Linked DNA regions of Sus scrofa: all the other regions are linked to region 1. The links are chromatin contacts, called in public Hi-C maps. All regions are on one chromosome and are shown on one strand. Each heading gives the region's core, a stretch centred on a gene start, on an enhancer-like site or on the middle of the called end of the contact. The rest is flanking DNA. Distances are from core to core; before and after follow the strand shown. Region 1 holds the start of LOC102157778 (collagen alpha-1(I) chain-like). Region 2 holds the start of OGFRL1 (opioid growth factor receptor-like protein 1). Region 3 has its middle 82 kb from the start of MIR30A.

What was found. Hi-C and Micro-C count contacts between places; a contact is called where the count stands out from the background.
Region 2: a contact with region 1 is called in a Hi-C map of liver, with 5 times the contacts expected there. The contact joins the promoter of OGFRL1 here to the promoter of LOC102157778 in region 1. A contact is called at or near these places in 1 of 5 promoter capture datasets (liver), 4 of 47 Hi-C or Micro-C datasets (heart right ventricle, liver and skeletal muscle) and 2 of 2 datasets of contacts at active chromatin or transcription factors (alveolar macrophages and skeletal muscle).
Region 3: a contact with region 1 is called in a Hi-C map of liver, with 6 times the contacts expected there. The contact joins the enhancer-like site here to the promoter of LOC102157778 in region 1. A contact is called at or near these places in 2 of 5 promoter capture datasets (fetal liver and liver), 8 of 47 Hi-C or Micro-C datasets (alveolar macrophages, embryonic fibroblasts, heart right ventricle and 2 more) and 2 of 2 datasets of contacts at active chromatin or transcription factors (alveolar macrophages and skeletal muscle).

Annotation. Positions count from the first base shown.
Region 1 is chr1:51,427,648-51,430,630 of Sscrofa11.1, reverse strand. It overlaps LOC102157778 (collagen alpha-1(I) chain-like), which reads left to right and starts at 1,595. Exons shown (of 6, transcript XM_021084513.1): 1 at 1,595-1,819; 2 at 1,876-2,412. The coding sequence starts at 1,595.
Region 2 is chr1:51,311,526-51,314,508 of Sscrofa11.1, reverse strand. It overlaps OGFRL1 (opioid growth factor receptor-like protein 1), which reads right to left and starts at 1,521. Exons shown (of 7, transcript XM_003121264.5): 1 at 1,109-1,521. The coding sequence starts at 1,375.
Region 3 is chr1:51,493,555-51,496,537 of Sscrofa11.1, reverse strand. No RefSeq gene overlaps it. Among named protein-coding and RNA genes, the nearest start is that of MIR30A, 82 kb to the right of the region's middle. Within about 2 kb of position 1,462, at least 15 of the 83 cell types and tissues checked have an H3K27ac peak or open chromatin away from gene starts, as enhancers often do. A contact at or near this core is called in alveolar macrophages, fetal liver and liver, where this site is marked.

The DNA.
Region 1 (2,983 bases), core at 346-2,845:
CTTCCATATAAAACTATGCACAGTGGCAGTCATAGGGACATGAAGTTTGTCTCCTAACGCCTGCTCCATTAAAATGAGAGAAAAAGCAAAAGAAAGGAAGGAGTTCCTGTTGTGGCTCAGTGGGCTACAAACCCCACTAGGATATGACTTTGATCTCTGGCCTCACTCAGTGGGTTAAGAATTTCGAGTTGCTGTGGCTGTGGCTGTCAGCTGCAGCTCCACTTGGACCCTTAGCCTGGGAACTTCTATATATCACATGTGTGGCCAGAAAAAAAAAAAAAAAAAAAAAAAAAAGACAAGAAAGGAAGAAAAGAAAGAAAAAGAAAAGAGAAAAGAAAAAAACCCTGGAAATATCTCTTTTCTCTGAAATTAAGAGGCAGTAGTTTCATTCACATCTAGTTTGAAAGAAAACTGATGGCCTCAAAAAATATTTCGGATTCAAAAAAATGTGCAGTCAGAGGAAATATTAAGAGGCTGCTATCGGGCAAATATCTTGATATTTCTTATAGAAAAGTAGAGAAGAAGCCTAAGACATTTAAACCTGCTGTGCACTTGGCACCACATTCTACAGAAAACACACTCTTGACAAATGCTACCTTGGTTGGATCTCAGAGCCCTTCATGAGGCAGGCAGAGTTTGGGATCTTGTCCTTTCATAACAGTTAGTCATTAAGAGATTTGCTCAAGGTCAGTCCAGAATTTAAATAATCTGACAAAATTTAGTCTTGGGTCCATGCTACCCCCTGAAACTAAGAAAGTGTGGTAAATTTCAATCATGAAAGAAAGGTGGTAACATAAGCTGTTCTTTACTTCTTGTTTGATCTCTCTCCTTTTCATTCATTGTACAGATCTTCCTTAAAAAAAATTCAGTCACCAAAATAACTTATGTTGAAGGAACTGGTCACAAATCTATGAAAATGTTTAAATGCAGTTTATTGCCAGAAGAAATAAACACGACAGCTTATTTGAAGTACAAATAAGTGTGATTTAATTTTAACATTTGTAAATATGTGTTACCAAAAACTGTTTCATTGTGCAGTCCACTTTCAGTAAAGAGCTCAATTACATGACCAACAACAAATGGGTAATCCTATTCATATCAAGTGAACAATAGAGTGCTTGTTATTTAGAAGGTATTGTGACCGAGCTCCAGGCTTTTGTAACCAGTGGTTTACTTAAGTCTCTCCTCTCTATGTGTTAATATTATACATTATATATACTATGTATACATATTATGTATTTAGTATTCTACTCAGCTATTCCATTCAACCTCCATTGAAGACTGTGTGACTTTATTACAGAAATAGAGTTCACAGTAAAGACGACTTGCATACAAAAGTCCTATATTTTTATTTTACAATGCTATTTTCTTTCAGCAAAATTAAAAAGCTGGCGCTGCCAAGATCGCCTGCGTTTTGGAACAGGATGGAAACTAGCCTCCTTTTCAGATCCCTGGCGTCCTGGTGATTTGATTAAGAACACAAGTACCCAGCAAGCAAGAAGCACCTTGAGAGCTGCCCGGGGGACATTTCAGAGGAAAGCCCCAGGGAAAAGGAGAGGTCTGACAAGAGCAGCCCGCAGGCTACATCGTGCTGATGCCGCTCCCTTTTACAGGTGAACTTTCACAGAAAAGCAGTTTTAAGTTCACAGAAGGGGTTCGGATGACCTTCAGAAGCTGGGCGTCCAGCGTTTCCACTTTGGCCTCGCGTTTTAACATAGTGTGGCGAGAGCCGACCTCCCCCGACAGACCTGCACTCGGAGGCACAGCGGCTCGCTCCAGCCGCCGGGTCGCGTCCGGGTGCGGAGCTCAGAGCGCCCGGGTCGCGGGCATCGGGGCGGGTGTGTTGCCGGAGTAGCCTCGGATTGGCTGCCCTAGGGCCGCCCTACCCGGGCACCGGATTGGGCGGAGCTGGGCCCTGCTGGCCGAGCTCATTGGAGGGAGCGGCAGGGGCGGGGCGGGCTGGGTGCCGACCGGGCGCGCGGGCGGCGGAGCGGGCGCCGGGCCGACCCGGCCTGCGGGCGGCGCGAGGTCCTGAAGCCGAGGCGCGCCGGTTGGGGCTACCGTGTCCCGGGCAGTCTCTGCGTCCGCAGAACGGCCACTCCGAGACAGCTTCCGCCAGCGCCCTCCTCTGCATCCTGCGCCGGCCGCTCCGCCGGCGGGGCCGCGCACGGGCGCCGCGGGCCGGCCAGCTGTCGGGGGCGGCGGGCGGCGCGGGACACAAAGAGCGCGCGAGGGCGGCAGACGCGGGACGGCGCCTTCGGCCGCGCCCGCCGGCCGCTCCAAGGCCGCGGAGACCATACGGCCCCGGCCCGCTCGCGCACCTCCCGGCCGGAGGGCCGTCGGCCGCCGAGCGGGCACCGGGAGCCGGGAAAAGTTGGCGGCGCGTCCGCCGCGGGGAGGCCCGGGGCCGCGGTGAGTTGCAAGCGGCGTGGGGAGCGTGCTGGCGCACGCAAGTCCGTGGGAACTGGGGGTGGGGGCGGGGGTTCGTAGCCGCCCTGCGAGGGTTGGAGCTCGGGCCCCGCGTCCTCCCGCCCCTGGAGCGCGCCTGCCTGGGGACTTTCCCGGGCCTCTGCGGCGCGCGCACTCAGGGGCGCTGGCCAGGGTACGCTTTCGAGCGCCCGCGCCCACCCTCCAGCCTGTCAGAAGTAACTTGCGGGTCACGTTCTTGGACATAAGCATTCGAAGGTTGCTTTTGGTGAAAAATCAACTGTCCATCACTCTTTTTTAAAGTGCTTCCCAGGACCGTCCGCTTTACCGCCCCATTCGAAGTTGTAGGGACCAGGCCCGGGACAGAGAACCAAGCCAGAGGGTGAAGTGGCAGGTGTCCCCAGCAATTCCTTCATGTTTTGGATGCGGTTTGGGGTGGAGAGAACGGGGCTTTGCTTATACATAAGATGGAGTAAACAGGGCAGCTGTTTTTTGTTGTTGTGTTTCTGTGTTGCTTCCTTCCACTGAAAACTTTTGTCTGGGGGCAGTGGGAAAG
Region 2 (2,983 bases), core at 272-2,771, 120 kb after region 1:
CCCTGAGGTTGAATTTGCAAGGCAAAATGACCCAGCAGCAAGGTGCAGAGATACATTCACAATCCAGTAGACGAGAGGTTCTGATGCTGGTGACAGACATATTTGGCAGACATAGCTCCCTGCATGATCTTGGGCAAGCTTCTTCTTCTAAGCTTCAGTTTTCTCTAAAATGGGGATTGAAGACAGCAACTACCACCCCACCCCCAAAATTGCAGTTGATGGAAATAACATGTTTAGCACAGACCCTACACTAAGTCTGTTTCCTCCTGACCTAAACAGAGATGATCATCAAGATGTACGAGGCAGTCTTCCTGTAAAATAGGACTCATCTTCTCTACCCAAGAGCCCTGTGTTTGCATTAGACTTTGGGCTCCAATTTTTCCCACTCTCAGCCCCCTAAAGCTGATAACGAAGAGGGCCTGATGCAGAACCACCAGCCTGGAAGAGCTGCGAGGCACATTTCTTCATAGGCTTGGCTATGCAGTTTTTCCTTTTAAAATTTTCGGAATTATTTTCGGTCCATCAGAGGTTAAAAGGGATGTTTATTTCCTTACTAACCTCCCATCCGAATTGTAGTGGGGCAAATGACTTAAAGCACAGCTGGATCAACAAGTCTTCTGGGTGAAATAAGATTGTTGAAGCGTGCCCTGAACTCCAGGTTGGAAGGCCTTACTTGGAATAGAAACTGTGGTGTTTTAACGTCGGATGGGGACCTTCTACGAGAATCTCACGGCTGAAGAACTTGCTGTAGGGGAGAGGGCTTACTGCTCCATCGCAATCTCACCTCATTCTGGCTGATTTTTACCACTAACACGCACTGGACCGATTTTCACACTCCTCTGTGTCGAGGCAGGTTCCTCCCACCCCACCTTCCATCCCCTGGCTGGGCTACGGAGGCAGAGAAGACACCACTTCAAGTTGTGCTCTGCCCGCAGGGACTTCCTCGTCGCGCCCGGGTTCAGGCCCCAGGCCAGCTAACGGGAGGAGCGGGCGACCCCACGCAGGCCCTGAGCACGGGGCTTACCCGGTCTGTGCCCCTCCACGGAAACGTCCCTCCACCCCCACCCAGCCCCCCGCCCCGAGGCCCAAGGCCCCAGCGACCGCGTACCTGCTCGGCGCCCTCTGCCTCTGCGTCCCCGTCTGGCGCGGGGCTGGCGCGGGGCCGGCCGCCGGCTCGCTCTGGGGTTTCCGGGGGCTCCGCGGATTCCGGAGCTTGCACGGGCTCCCGCCCCGGGCCCTCGCTACCGCCTGGCCCCGGCTCCTCCGGCTCGGGCTCGGGCTCAGGCTCGGGCTCCGAGTCGGTCTGCCAGGTAGAGTCGCAGTCCTCCACAGTGGTGGGCTCGCGCGCGCTGACCCCGCCGAACAGGTTGCCCATCGGAGAGGCGGGCGGGGGCCCCGAGCTGCGGCTACGGGTGTGGGCAGCGGCGCTAGGGCCCGGGCACTGCCGCGGCCAGGGCGCTGGGCGGCACCTCGGCGCCCGGCCCGCACAGCCTGCGCGCGGCGAGCGGCGGCGGGCGCAGGGCGGGGAGGAGCCCACGGCCCCGGGGCCGCCGCCCGCGCCCGAGCCCGCCCATCGCTCCCCGCCTCCCCGGCCCCCGCGCGCGCCGAGCTCGCCTCTTGGTCCCCCGGAAGGCCCGCCCCCCGCTGCCTCTAATGTCCCCGAAGCGGATCAAGGTTTGCCGCCCCAGCCCGGGCACCTCCCCGCCCCTCGAGCCTCCTGATCCCGCCCAGCTCCGGGACGTTAGGGGGGAGGTGTCACCGTCTGCGGATGAGTCTGGTCCCCACTCCGCCCCCTAACCTGGCTAGTCCAAGAGAAAGAGGAACTGGCCGCAGCAGAGGAAAGAAGCTGCTCACCAGCACCAGGCACCACATCAACAGAAAATCCCAGCTCCCGCTACTGCAGCTGGGGCAGCCACCTGCAGTCCCCGTGGAGCAGAGAGTCAAACTTGGCTACTCCCTCAACTGAAGAGCAAAAGCAGCAAAAACAACCAGACTTTCACATTCATCTGTGGATGCTTTCACTAACACCCACTCTAAATCTGTGCTCAGAGTAGAATAACAACTCAGAGTCCTTGGCCCCTTGGTCTGTTCTCTAAATCAAAGGAGAAGAGATAAAACGGCAAGCTCGAACAAGTGACTGCTGTAAACTTTGTATCATGACCTTACCTTGTGATTCTAGGAAGCCACATCTGCTGAATGTGTACTAAGAAAACAGTTTCCATATAAGATCAAATCGCTGTACTGGAAATAAATAGTTTCTTTGTAAATGTTTCGTCGTGGATTAGAAGACCACATCAAGGATGATGGACTGTTTCTAGGGAAAGAGTTGGAAACAGGATCCCCCTTCCACACTTAAGTCAAGATTGCCTCTCTTTAAGCACTGTGACTGTGGCTCCCTCCCTAATGAGTTTCTGACCTTAGACAAATCACCAAGCTACTTTAAACCTAAATTTCCTTATTTATAAAATAGGGCCAGATTTTCTCTTTAGGGTCCCTTGAAGTTCTGACTTTCTATGATCCATGAATGATCTAAAGCTAATAAGTAATAAACACATAAATAGATGAGACACACAAAAAGACTTGACATAAGTGCTTAGTGAAGAAAAACTGGGGCTGCAGTAGAACACACCAATCCAACTGGTGGTATCCGGGATTTGGATTCATCTTCTACCCTCAGAGGACCAGAACACATTGCAGAAATAAATGCTGTCCATCTAGCCATAGGCTTTCCAGAAAAGAGAGTCTAGTGGTAGTTGCTATGCCCAGGTGCTCCAGCACTTGGTCCATATGTAGATTAAAACTGTTCTGGTTTTAATCAGAACAGTTCTTTGCTCTCCTCCCAATGAGAGTCAGAGTCTAATTCCCCATTATTTGAATCAGGGCTGACCTTAGAGGCTTGCTTTGGGAAATAAAACATGGAAGATTTTCAAGAATAAAACATCTGAAACTTTCAAGGTTAAGCTATCAGGAACTTTGCATTTTC
Region 3 (2,983 bases), core at 213-2,712, 66 kb before region 1:
TACCTGTTTCTTTCTCTTTTTGAAATGTGACTATGAGAAAATTTTAATTGCATGCATGACTCACAAACCCTTTCTACTGTGCAGAGTAGTGGAGTTAAGGCCTGGGCTCTGAAGTGAACCTGCCTGGATTTAAACCAGATGATTGACGCCCCACCCATATGACCCTGGGCAAGTTATATGTGCAATCTATGCTTTGAGTTGTCCAGTACATGAATTGTGAGTGATCAAATATCCCCTATCTTATAGGGCTGCATGAAGATTAAGTGACCAGAGCCTGGTGCAAGGCAAGAGCTTAGTAAGGCTGGAGTTTGTTATTCTTACTTCGGAATATAGAAGAGAGAGAGATAGTCTTCTGCATGAAGAAGCTCTTAAAAGAAATGGAAGCAGTTCCTTCTGCGGTGCAGTGGGCTACGTATCTGGTGTTGTCTCTGGACGGTGCAGGTTCCATCCCTGGGCTGGCACAGTAGGTTATGGATTTGGCATTGCCGCAGTTGCAGCATAGGTTGCAGCTGCAGCTCAGATTCAGTCCCTGGCCTGGGAACTTCAAGATCCTGCAAGTGTGGTGCCAAAAAAAAAAAAAAAAAAAAAGGAAAAAATAGTTTAAAATCAGGAATCTGGTGAAGTGCTGCTTCCCCTCTCCCCCTTCCCCATCCTCCTATAGCCAATTTATTGTATTGAGAAGAAATCAAACCATCCTTCTAAAATGGTATATGTTGAGGATTTTCAGATTACCTAATTAGGTATGTTTTACCCTCCATAGCTGGGCCCAGTTTTCTGAGGAGCCCAAAGCAACTACACAAAAGTATAGATGTTTCCTTTCTGTGGGCATATGTTACACACACACACACACATTTATTTATGTGGATCTGACTTTGAAAAAATTAAGAGCATGAAACTGTTGCCCCTGAAATCATAGGACTCAGCCTGAATATAGCAACAATAGTTATTTCTGTTAAGCTTTTGTTGTGTATTAAGCATTACCTCTAAGGACTTTACATGTTTTCTTATTTAATTACACCACAGTTTATTGAAGTGGGTATTATTATTTTCTCCATCTCCTGGTGAAAATGTATCTCAAAAAGGTTAACTTATTTGCCCAAAGTCCATGGTTAGTGGCAGGCAAGAATTCATTCTCACCCAGGTCTACCTGTGGGCATGTCACTGGGGATCTTTTTACTTCTGAGACAACAGTCAATGGGTCTGCATAGCACAGATCGCAGTCCTGTGGAGATGAAGTGCTCTTATTGTATAACAAGGATGTCCCATTAGTGAAGAAGAGCTACTAGGATCACCACATTTGTTTCTACCTGAGCATGACTTCAGGAATTATTTTCAGAATTTCCTGTTGTCTATTCAGTGAGATATTTTTGAGGGAAAGTCCATATTTCACTGATCTCTGCTGTCACACCACATAGTCCAACGCCGAGCACCTAGTTAGTACCTATGTAATGATTGCTGAATGAATAAATGTATGATGACGTGTGCCACTGGCCTTTCTCTGCCAGGGCTTGTCCTCTGAACCACAGAACACAAAAATGTTCTCAGTGACTATTTACTCAACTCTCCCGAGTGTGTACATAACAAATACCAGTCTAAATCCACAGAAGAGAAGCTGATTCATTGCATACAATGGATGTTTGGGACATTAGGGTTTAATTCCCTCTTGGAGCCCTACGGAGAACCATGTTCAGATTAACCCATAGTATTTGAGAACCACCTTGACTTTAGTCAAGGGTGACAAACCACAGCCTGGGACAAATGCAACTCACAGCTTGTTTTTAGAGGCCTCTGGGCTAAGAATGCTGTCACATTTTTTGATTGTTTATTTTTTTTAAAAAAAGGAATATGCCACAGACCATAAGTGGCTGCAATGCCCCCAATACTTACTCCCTGACCCTTGGCAGAAAAATTTGTCCTCTGCTTTAGGTCAAGGTGGCTCTACTTTCAAGTAGAGTAGAATTAATTTACCTGGTAAAATTTAGGAAGACCTCTGTGATCTGTGGGCCCCCAGTTCTTCCCTACCAATCTATCTTCAGACACAATAAAATTCTTACCTGTTTTCTTTTGTTCAAGAGCACCAAACAGGCTCTCCAGCTTCATCCTTGTAAAAATTCACATGCCCCCCCAGCAGGATGGCCTAGAGGGTGATGCTTTGGGCTTTGAGTGACATGAGTTCCAACCTCAGCTCTTACCAGGTGTGGCTCATTGAGTGAAGAATGACAATTATTTCCTCATTTACCAGCTACAGCAGACCCCATCAATAACACTTCTCAGAATACAGCATGTGTATTGGTCATCTTCCTCTATGCAACAACTGACCCCAAAACATAGTGGTTAAAAGAAAAGGAAAGGCAACAAGACTTACTATCTCGTAATTTTGTGGTTCAGGAATCCAGGCATGGCTTAGCTGAGTTCTCCAGCCCAGGGCCTCTCACATTGCATACCAAAGTGTCTGTTGAATCTGCAGTCTCTCAAGATGTCTGTGAGTCTGCAGTTCACCTGAGCTAAGAGCTGACTCCAAGCTCACTCACCGGTTGTTGGCAGGATTCAGGTCCTTGACAACTATGGATTAGCAGGCTGCTATCAGTTCCCATCATGGGGCCTTTCCATGGAGCAGCTCACAGTATGGCAGCTGGTTTCATCCAGCTGAACCAGAAGGAACAGGAAAATGCCAGCAGGAGAGAAGCCACAGTCATTTGTAAACTAATTCCTGAAAGGACATGGCATCCCCTTTGTGGTAGTCTATTCTTTAGAAGCAAGTCACACAGTCCAGCCCAGGCTCAAGGGAAGCTTACACTAGGGCATGACCATCAGGATACAGGGCTTCCATGACCGCCATGGGGCGGAAAGTCTGGACAGTGAATTCAACTGTCCTGGTGGGACTAGAGAAAAGGCAAAGCCCAGCGGTGCATTTCAACATCTCCAGGAGGACGTGCTGAGCATCACAGCTCTGAAATAAAACAGAGGTAAAGACTCTTTCTTG